Regions from separate parts of the Mus musculus genome. Here region 2 is linked to region 1. The links are chromatin contacts, called in public Hi-C maps. All regions are on one chromosome and are shown on one strand. The core of a region is the stretch at or near the end of the contact, and the rest is flanking DNA. Distances in the headings are between cores, read along the strand shown.

Evidence for each region. Hi-C and Micro-C count contacts between places; a contact is called where the count stands out from the background.
Region 2: a contact with region 1 is called in a Hi-C map of Th1 cells, with 1.7 times the contacts expected there. The contact joins two enhancer-like sites. A contact is called at or near these places in 4 of 484 Hi-C or Micro-C datasets (Th1 cells, cortical neurons, embryonic fibroblasts and 1 more).

What each region holds. Positions count from the first base shown.
Region 1 is chr19:57,801,112-57,805,271 of GRCm38.p6, reverse strand. All of the region lies in intron 26 of Atrnl1 (attractin like 1), which reads right to left. Among named protein-coding and RNA genes, the nearest start is that of Gm52385, 120 kb to the left of the region's middle. Within about 2 kb of position 2,276, at least 18 of the 459 cell types and tissues checked have an H3K27ac peak or open chromatin away from gene starts, as enhancers often do. A contact at or near this core is called in Th1 cells, where this site is marked.
Region 2 is chr19:57,969,137-57,973,296 of GRCm38.p6, reverse strand. All of the region lies in intron 27 of Atrnl1 (attractin like 1), which reads right to left. Among named protein-coding and RNA genes, the nearest start is that of Gm52385, 45 kb to the right of the region's middle. Within about 2 kb of position 2,111, at least 21 of the 459 cell types and tissues checked have an H3K27ac peak or open chromatin away from gene starts, as enhancers often do. A contact at or near this core is called in Th1 cells, where this site is marked.

The DNA of each region.
Region 1 (4,160 bases), core at 1,027-3,526:
CAGAAAACAAGCAGCACAGGGTGTTTCTCCTCATCCTGGTGACCTCAGTTTTAGCTCCTGGAATCCAGGAAGTGGAAGAAAAGGGAAAAAAATCTACAAAGTGGTTCTGATTTCCACACATGGGTCATGCCACACATGCATATCAGAATACATATGCACATGGGTGCACATGCAGAATAAGAAGAGATATTTTAAAATCTTTAAAGGAAACCATTGTTGGGAAGAGATGAAGAGAAAGAAGACAGTCCAACATATGCAGGAGTTTCTACTCATGATTCTAACGGGTAATGCAATGCCTAATTTTCTTTATAGTACACATAGACGACAATAAAAGCAACTAATACGTGTTGAAGTATGATACATTTAAAGGGATGCACCAGAGAAATACTTGGCATTGATTAACTCCGCAGCATAATCTTTTAAAAGTTGGCCCTACCCATAATTGACATTTTTAAACTCATTTTAATATCTCTCAAGTCAGGTGTTCTACAGTTGATGATGTCATATAGCCCACTGCTGGGAAGATGGTAGTTCTGATGTAGATGTCACTGGATCCATGAATGTAAGCACCAGTGTCCTGGTCAGTGACATACATGAAAACAAAAACAAAAAACAAAAAAAAAAAAAAAAAAAACCTTCGACCTTCGGCTCATTCGTGAAAACCTACATTATGAAGTTGAAAGTATTTTGGAAGTAGTTTAATTTGTTTCTACTTTCTTTTCTTTGTGTAAACATGAAATTCATATGAGTGAGTTAATCACTACCTAATCCTATGAAAGGCCTTTCAATAAATATAAAATAAATGTTCTCAGTGGCAAGGGAGCACTGTGGCTCTTGGTGGCAAGGGAGCACTGTGATTCTCAGTGGTAATGGAGCACTGTGATTATTGTGGTAAGGGAGCACTGTGGTTCTCAGTGGTAAGGCAGCACTGTGGATCTTGGTGACAAGGGAGCACTGTGATTCTCAGTGGTAAGGGAGCACTGTGATTATTGGTGGTAAGGGAGCACTATGGTTCTCAGTGGTAGGGGAGCACTGTGATTCTCAGTGGTAAGGCAGCACTGTGGATCTTGGTGGCAAGGAAGCACTGTGATTCTCAGTGGTAAGGGAGCACTGTGATTATTGGTGGTAAGGGAGCACTGTGATTATTGGTGGTAAGGGAGCACTGTGGTTCTCAGTCGTAAGGGAGCACTGTGGCTCTCGGTGGTAAGGGAGCACTATGGTTCTCAGTGGTAAGGGAGCACTGTGGTTCTCAGTGGTAAGGCAGCACTGTGTTTCTCAGTGGTAAGGGAGCACTGTGGTTCTCAGTGGCAAGGGAGCACTGTGCTGGAACTGAGCAAGCCCTTTCTTCCTAAAAGCTTGACCAAATAAGGATTGATCGTGTCTTCATTTGCCATAACCCACAGCGTATTCCCACTATGACAAGCAGATGTTCAGGGTACATAATAAATGGTCAATTACAGAATCAAACCTGCTTTCATTTAGGTTCTCTTTGGAATTCTGTATATACTTAATTGAGCTTAGATTCTGGAATCTGACAGACTTAATTTTGAGTTATAGCTTCTCCAGTTACTATGTGCTAGCAATCCCGACTAGAATCCACAAGTAGGAGGAAGGAAACTATATGTCTCTTTGGCCAAGATAAATACTAATTTGGCAAAACGCCTTAGCCTTAAATTTCAGGCTCTTCATTCTTGGCTTTAATGTAAGTATTTGTTTATATATCATTAGAAAATCATGGTCAGCCGTCTTCAACACCCACCCTGTACCCAGAGTTAATTCTAGTGGCACCCGTTTCCACGCACATAGACATCCCAATAAGCACACGTTATGAGAAAGAGCATGCTGTGTATGCCCCAGACAATGACTGCTTTAAAATGCACACGTGTCTGAGGCTAAGATTTGGCCTGACTGATTGGCCTCTGCATTTCCTGAACAAGAGACCTAGAACGAAACTCCAGGAAGTTACAGGAAGAAAGAACGGTATGATTAACACATCTGTACTTCATTCTGCTGTCAGCCACACATCTCATAGTGAGAAGGCGGAATTTACTTCCGGAATCTTTTTAAAGAATATAAATCTTTTTCATATAAAAAGGTCCTCTATAAATATCTTTGAATGAGTTTACTTTGAAGTACTAGGCAGTTATATATCTGAAGAGCATATTATGTAAAATGTAACTACTAGATTACAGCGTTTGTCTGCTAACTGGAAGGGTAATGTGCAGAGCTGACATGTGGTGTTTGCCACCCATGCACACCACTCCCTCACTTTAAGAGCAAATCAAGGCCTCTCTCTAGCGTGGTTTCCTCTCACTCAAAGCCCAGACGTCAGAGGAAGAGTCTCTTCTCTGTGCGTCAGACTGAACATCTGAATCAAGAATGGGGGCTGACACATTGAGCAGACAACGCCCAGGGGACCACGGTAGTGACCACCTTCCCAGAATATCCCAGATAGAGCTGAGCATGGGGTCCTTTCATCAGGAGGAAATTCATGTCTGATTCTGTCAGCTAGCCAAGAGCTTGTAGCAGGAAAGGTCACAGACTCTAGAAGAGAATCTACTGCGGCCATGCTCCTAAATAAACAGAACCTCCTCCTATATTCTAAATACTATCCTCGTGTCCACAGAAAGTGTAATATTAAGTCCCCATCACAGAAACTATTTTTGCAGAACTCAGAGGCTACTACAGAAATCCACAATGGTCAAAATCCAAAGAAGGAACCATCGGATGCTCAACCTAACTAAGCTACAGCTCCAGCTCAGAACCACTGAGGAAGAGTAAGCAGGCTTCGAAGAGCCGGAGGACGGGGATGACTGCTGCAAAGCAGCTTCCTCTAGACACGACAGTGTGCTGGGCCTGTGAACTCTCAACCATATGGCCGCGTTCGAGAGAACACTCCAGGAAACATGCCAAAATGGATGGCTGAAAATGCTTCAAGGCCACGCCCTCAAAGAAGGGCTCAGGGCAGTCAATGGCTGCTGAAGAAGGAAGCTTTCTATAGGAAAGGCCCTGGATAGATTTCCCAGTCCTAAGCACATCTACAGACAGGAACATAGACAGAATTCAGTGGGTTGTGCATGTCCAGGCATGTGTGTAAATACATGTGTGTATATATACATGTGTATACATACATGTGTGTGCATGCATGTAACACAGGAGGAGCTGCAGAGGACAGGGGAGGGCGGTAGAAAGGACTTGTATACAGTGTACTCATGTATGAAACTCTCAATTACAATTAAGGCTTTTATCTTTCAGATAACACATAAAATTGGGGTGGGGGATAAGAACTTAAGCATGTATAGCTAATATATTTGAGTGCAGATGCTTTTTTGAATATATAAAATGGAAGGTATTTTGGTCAATCCCATAATATTTACTTAGAGAAAGTCACTATCCCTGGCCATTTCTTAATCAATCTAAGTAATTGGACCTAAATATGATGGCAATGCCAATATTTTTAAAAAACTATAATTTCAGGATATGTTTTCTATATTTCATATTTTTTGAAGACCATTGCAAACCTTTCCATATTAATTCTACATACAATTAACTAACACTTCACACTGATTTCAATTAATCATCTCATTTCCAAAAACAAAAAATTTCATAGATCATGCCTCACCCCCATGGTTAACACAATAGATAGGGGCTCCCTAAATACTGTGTGTTCATGTGTAATGCATTGAATGTGTTTTAAAGACAGCTGGTTCAAAATATATAGCTCTTGTCCTTCTTTTCTTATTTATAGTTTTCAATCAGTCTGTGATACAGCAAGAAAAATAAACTGCAAACTCCCAGGACCTTTTTTTGTTAATCAAGTGTATGATTATAAGAAAAATTTAAAAATCTTGATAAGTCTAGTTATTATGATCACTTTGAAAATTTCAAACTTGGGGCTGGATAGCTCAGCAATTAAGAAAGCTTGCTTTTCATTTTAGACCTGGATTCAATCCCAAGGACCCACAGGGCAGCTCACAACCATCTGTAACTCCAGTTCCAGAGTGTCAGACACCCTCTTGTAGACCTCAAACAACAGGCATTCATGTGGTATACAGACATACATGCAGGCTTAACCCATACACATTTTTTTAAAATCTCAAACTGCAATATTAATATGAAGACATTCAAACCAGCAACTTGTCAAGTCATTTTAGCACACA
Region 2 (4,160 bases), core at 862-3,361, 170 kb before region 1:
GTAGCCACGATCCTACCCAGCTTCAACAGGAGGGGAAGTAAACACCACCTTCTAACGCAGGAATTTGTCAAAAGAGTTTGAAGCCTCATTTTTGTTTTCTTTGAGACATGGTCTTCTCTTGAAGCCCAGGTTGGTGTCCAACTTACTCTGTAGACCAGGTTGGCGTAGAACTTGACACACTCCTTCTTCCTTTGTTCCCAAGTAATGGTATTACAGATATGCGTCACTGTATCTGGGTTGAAGTTATCTTTCATTAAACAAAAGTATAAGATTACATAGCAATTGGGCATTATTCTGAATTCATGCGTCCATGTCCCCTGTAAAGCCATATGTCATTTGGGCACTGACATGTGATATCTCCCTGCACATCAGGGGGAGCAATCAATGCTTTACATCTCAGGCAAAGGTCTCCTTTACAGAGAAACTGATTTCGGTGCTGAATTTACGGGCAATTCTTGACCCATCTCAGTTATTTTCAAGATATATTATCTGGTGCTTATAGTTATGATTAACTTGGTAGTTGACTAAACTACAGTTGAATTGGATGTTTCAGCAGGAATGACATACCCTAGCATATTTCAGTTCCTTCCATAAAGCCACTTGGAGTTGTTTCTTTCTATCTCAACACTTTGCTTTAGGCAAATTATTGCATGGATTCCTTCAGATTTCCCATATCATTTGAAGAACATGGTGTATGCTTGTCTTTTAAATTTCAAACATTATAACTTTTCATATTGTGTTACAGGGCGTGCGTTTATTTTCTTAGATTGGACTATAACTGGAAGGTTATAAAACCTTAAAAAAGATCCAATTCAAAGGAATAAGCAACATCATAAAAAGGTAGTTACTGGGTAAACATTTCTTATTGAGGAGAAAATATTGTTTCCTCAAGTCAAAATAATCTATTTGTAATAGAAGACTCTGTGTACAACAAATTGTGTTTAAGAAACGGATGATATTTTATTTAGGGGTTTTCTGTGAAAACAATAAAAGAATAATACAAGTGTAAGAAAATCCAGCCAAGTGTCAAAAAGCTGATTCAACATTTTAAAAACTAAACTATTAGATTCACGTGCCAGCTAGCTAAGGCTGTGTGACTGCGGAGGAGGTGCTGGGAAGCAAAGATGTCCCGAGTATACACGCGGAGCTGAACTGGACATAATGCCCTTATTCCAGGCATGGCTTTAAAAATGGGAGTTCGCAATGGTCAAACAGGGCTGATCATTTATTCTAAACTATAATATTAAAAACTAAAATATCCAATCATTCAAAAACCTTAAGGCTATTCATTTCTCAGCGGAAGCTCAATGACCACCAGTCTACAACACTCCACAACAGTCACAAGTCACCATTTCTACTGAAGCCTTTGTGATGGATGATTGCAGTTCCTCCAAACATCACCGAGTAAAAGACTAGAAAGAGGTGTCAATGATCGGTGATGAGAGAGGAGGAAGGGAGAGGGAGGGCACACATGAACTGTGAAGAATTCTTCCATTTGTGGAGGGGTTATTGCTCTACTAATTACAGTGACCACTTCAACAGAAGATGAAGACAACAGCAGCTTCCTGTCTGGCTGCACTGAGGCTGAAATATATGCTGGGAAGGGATTCAGCCCTGTCTTACACAGAAACACATTCAACCTCGAAATGTCAATGCTCTTCTACCCAAAGATGATTTCTACAGTTTAGGTAGCCAAGAACTGAGAGCTTTACTTTCCCTATCACTTGGACCTTTAAAGGAAGCTGCTTTTAGCATCTTGCACTTAATAACTTCTAGCCTTCATCGCACCACTAAACAGGCTGTGCACAGCTGCCTGTTACCCTCCAACCCCATCTAACTGCAAGCCTGGGACTTATCCAATACTTGGTGATTCCAGGCTGATGTTGGCTTGAGGTGTGAAGTCTGAGGACTCTTAAGGTAGGGACAGGAAATTGGGAATAAGGTTTTGTACAATAGGTGTAAGGTGAGGATACTGGATCTGAATCTAAAACAATACACTGGAAATCTAGGAATCCAACAAATAGTGGGGATGGCCCAGTGACTAAGAGTGCCTGTTGCTCATTCAGAGGGCTGGAGTTCAGTTGCCAACACCTACACCCACTGCTCACCACCACCTTACTCCCCGCTCCAGGAGATCCAGCGCCCACTTCTTGACTCTGCAAGCACTACAATTACTTACACCTGTGCGCACACAGACATATATATATACTTAAAAGCAGAAAAACTAGTCTTAAAAGAGTCCTATCCATCCACATAACGAGTCAGATACATGTAGACAGAGAACTTAGTGATTTTTAAAGCACTCACCTACCTTTGAAAAATTTAAATATAAATTAAAATGTTTAGGTGATCTTCAAGGAAACATTTCCCTTACTCAAATCTAGAGCTCACCACCAACACCAACGTCATAAGGAAAATGAGGGTGGACCTCGCAGCAGCAGAAGGTTCCCCGAAGCTTGGAGATGATACTTTCCAATTTAAGTGTTGTTTTTGTTTCTTTTTTAGTGTGTTTTGTGATACTGGGAACTAGGACGCCACAACGCTGCGCAGCTATTAATAGATTTGTAACAGGAAGCGGCACATTTATGTTCTCTCATATGTTACAAGGCCAGTCCTGAATAAAACTAGTCCTGGCTGGCGTATATCCTATCTTTCTATAATGAGAGAGAATAAAATAAACTTAGGCAAAATAGAGGATTGGTTGTTTTGGGCACATCCTGCCCCCTTTCGGTAGTATTGGGTTCAACCCCCCAAACAGCCCCTCCCCCAGAGCTCCATCATTGGCCTGGTTCTTACTCCCTCATTCTGCTTTCCCAGTTTCTCATCTTTCCAAAGCGGTTTCCCTGCGTTGTTACAAGTAGACAGAACATGCCTGGCACTGGGAGATCTTAGCTCCTCTGGACATGTCAAATTTAAAGGTAACAATGAATAAACTCAACGAGGAAATCGATTGCTAATGGTAGACATTCCCAGACAGTTAAGGTAGTGGAATGTTCTCCACATTCCCTACTGTACAGGCCTGGCCAGCTTACACTTAATGCTTAAGCTAAAGGACACTTTAAAAAAAATCAGTTTTCTTGTTTCTTACCTTAATTTCATTTTCCACAGGAAAGGAAAGCCCCTCTAATGCATTTTGCCCATTTTCTTAATAAAACAGTGACAAGAAAATGTCTCCCCGATCAAATGCCAATTTAAAACGCCAACTGACGTTGGTTCTTTTCACCTTCGTCACTAGTCACAATTTCCAAGACAATTTCCCGTTATGCTCTTTTACGCCACCCCCAAACCTCTCCTCTTTTTGGCATAATGAATCTTGGTGCAGATGAATCATGCAGGTCTGATTTAGCCTGCAAAAATGTCAGTCAAAGCAAGCAGGGCGCATGCTCAAAGCCTCCATGAATCACAGGTTTAGTTTTTGCCAAATGAAAGGCAATTTCACTTGAAAAAAAAAATCTGGGGAGATATGGCTTTTAGCTTACAGGGAAAATGTTCTAAAAATGTCTAGAGAAGGGACACACACAAACAGAGGAAATTTTTTTTTTTAAAAAAAGCATTTATAGCACATTTCTTTCAATTAAAATATTTCCTCCCTTAACTTCATCAAACCCGTAGTAAAAATTAGACTAATGAACTGCTGATGCAGTTAGACTATTGGTTAGATATTTAATGAACCCCAAGTCAGCTAGACTTTGTTAGGAAGAATTTGGTAACTAGATGTCAAATAGTGAGGGATATGATAATGTCTTCTAACTTCCACTTAAGCACCAGACACAGTATAAAAATATTATTGAGACTATTACAGATAATCATTTTGTAATTGCTGTTCTCATGATAATTTTTTTTTAAAAAAATGCAACCTCCATTTTCATCTTGGATCCAATTTCCACAAAAGGCAGACTGGGCTATGTTGCCATGACATTCCATTGCTAGCTCCAGCACACCTGTAAGGTTCAGAGTGCTTGCCTTCTTAGGATGATTGGCCATCCTGACTCACCAAATGCAGCCCAAGACGCTGCTCAACACAGCCCGCCTACACCAGCCTTCAGCTAATGTATGGCTGCACTAAATGATGGTTATCGAGATGGTGGCAGTCCCATTAGGCTGTCTGAAACATCTCATCTTTTTCTTTTTCTTATCCAAGATTGTTCTTATTGTGAACT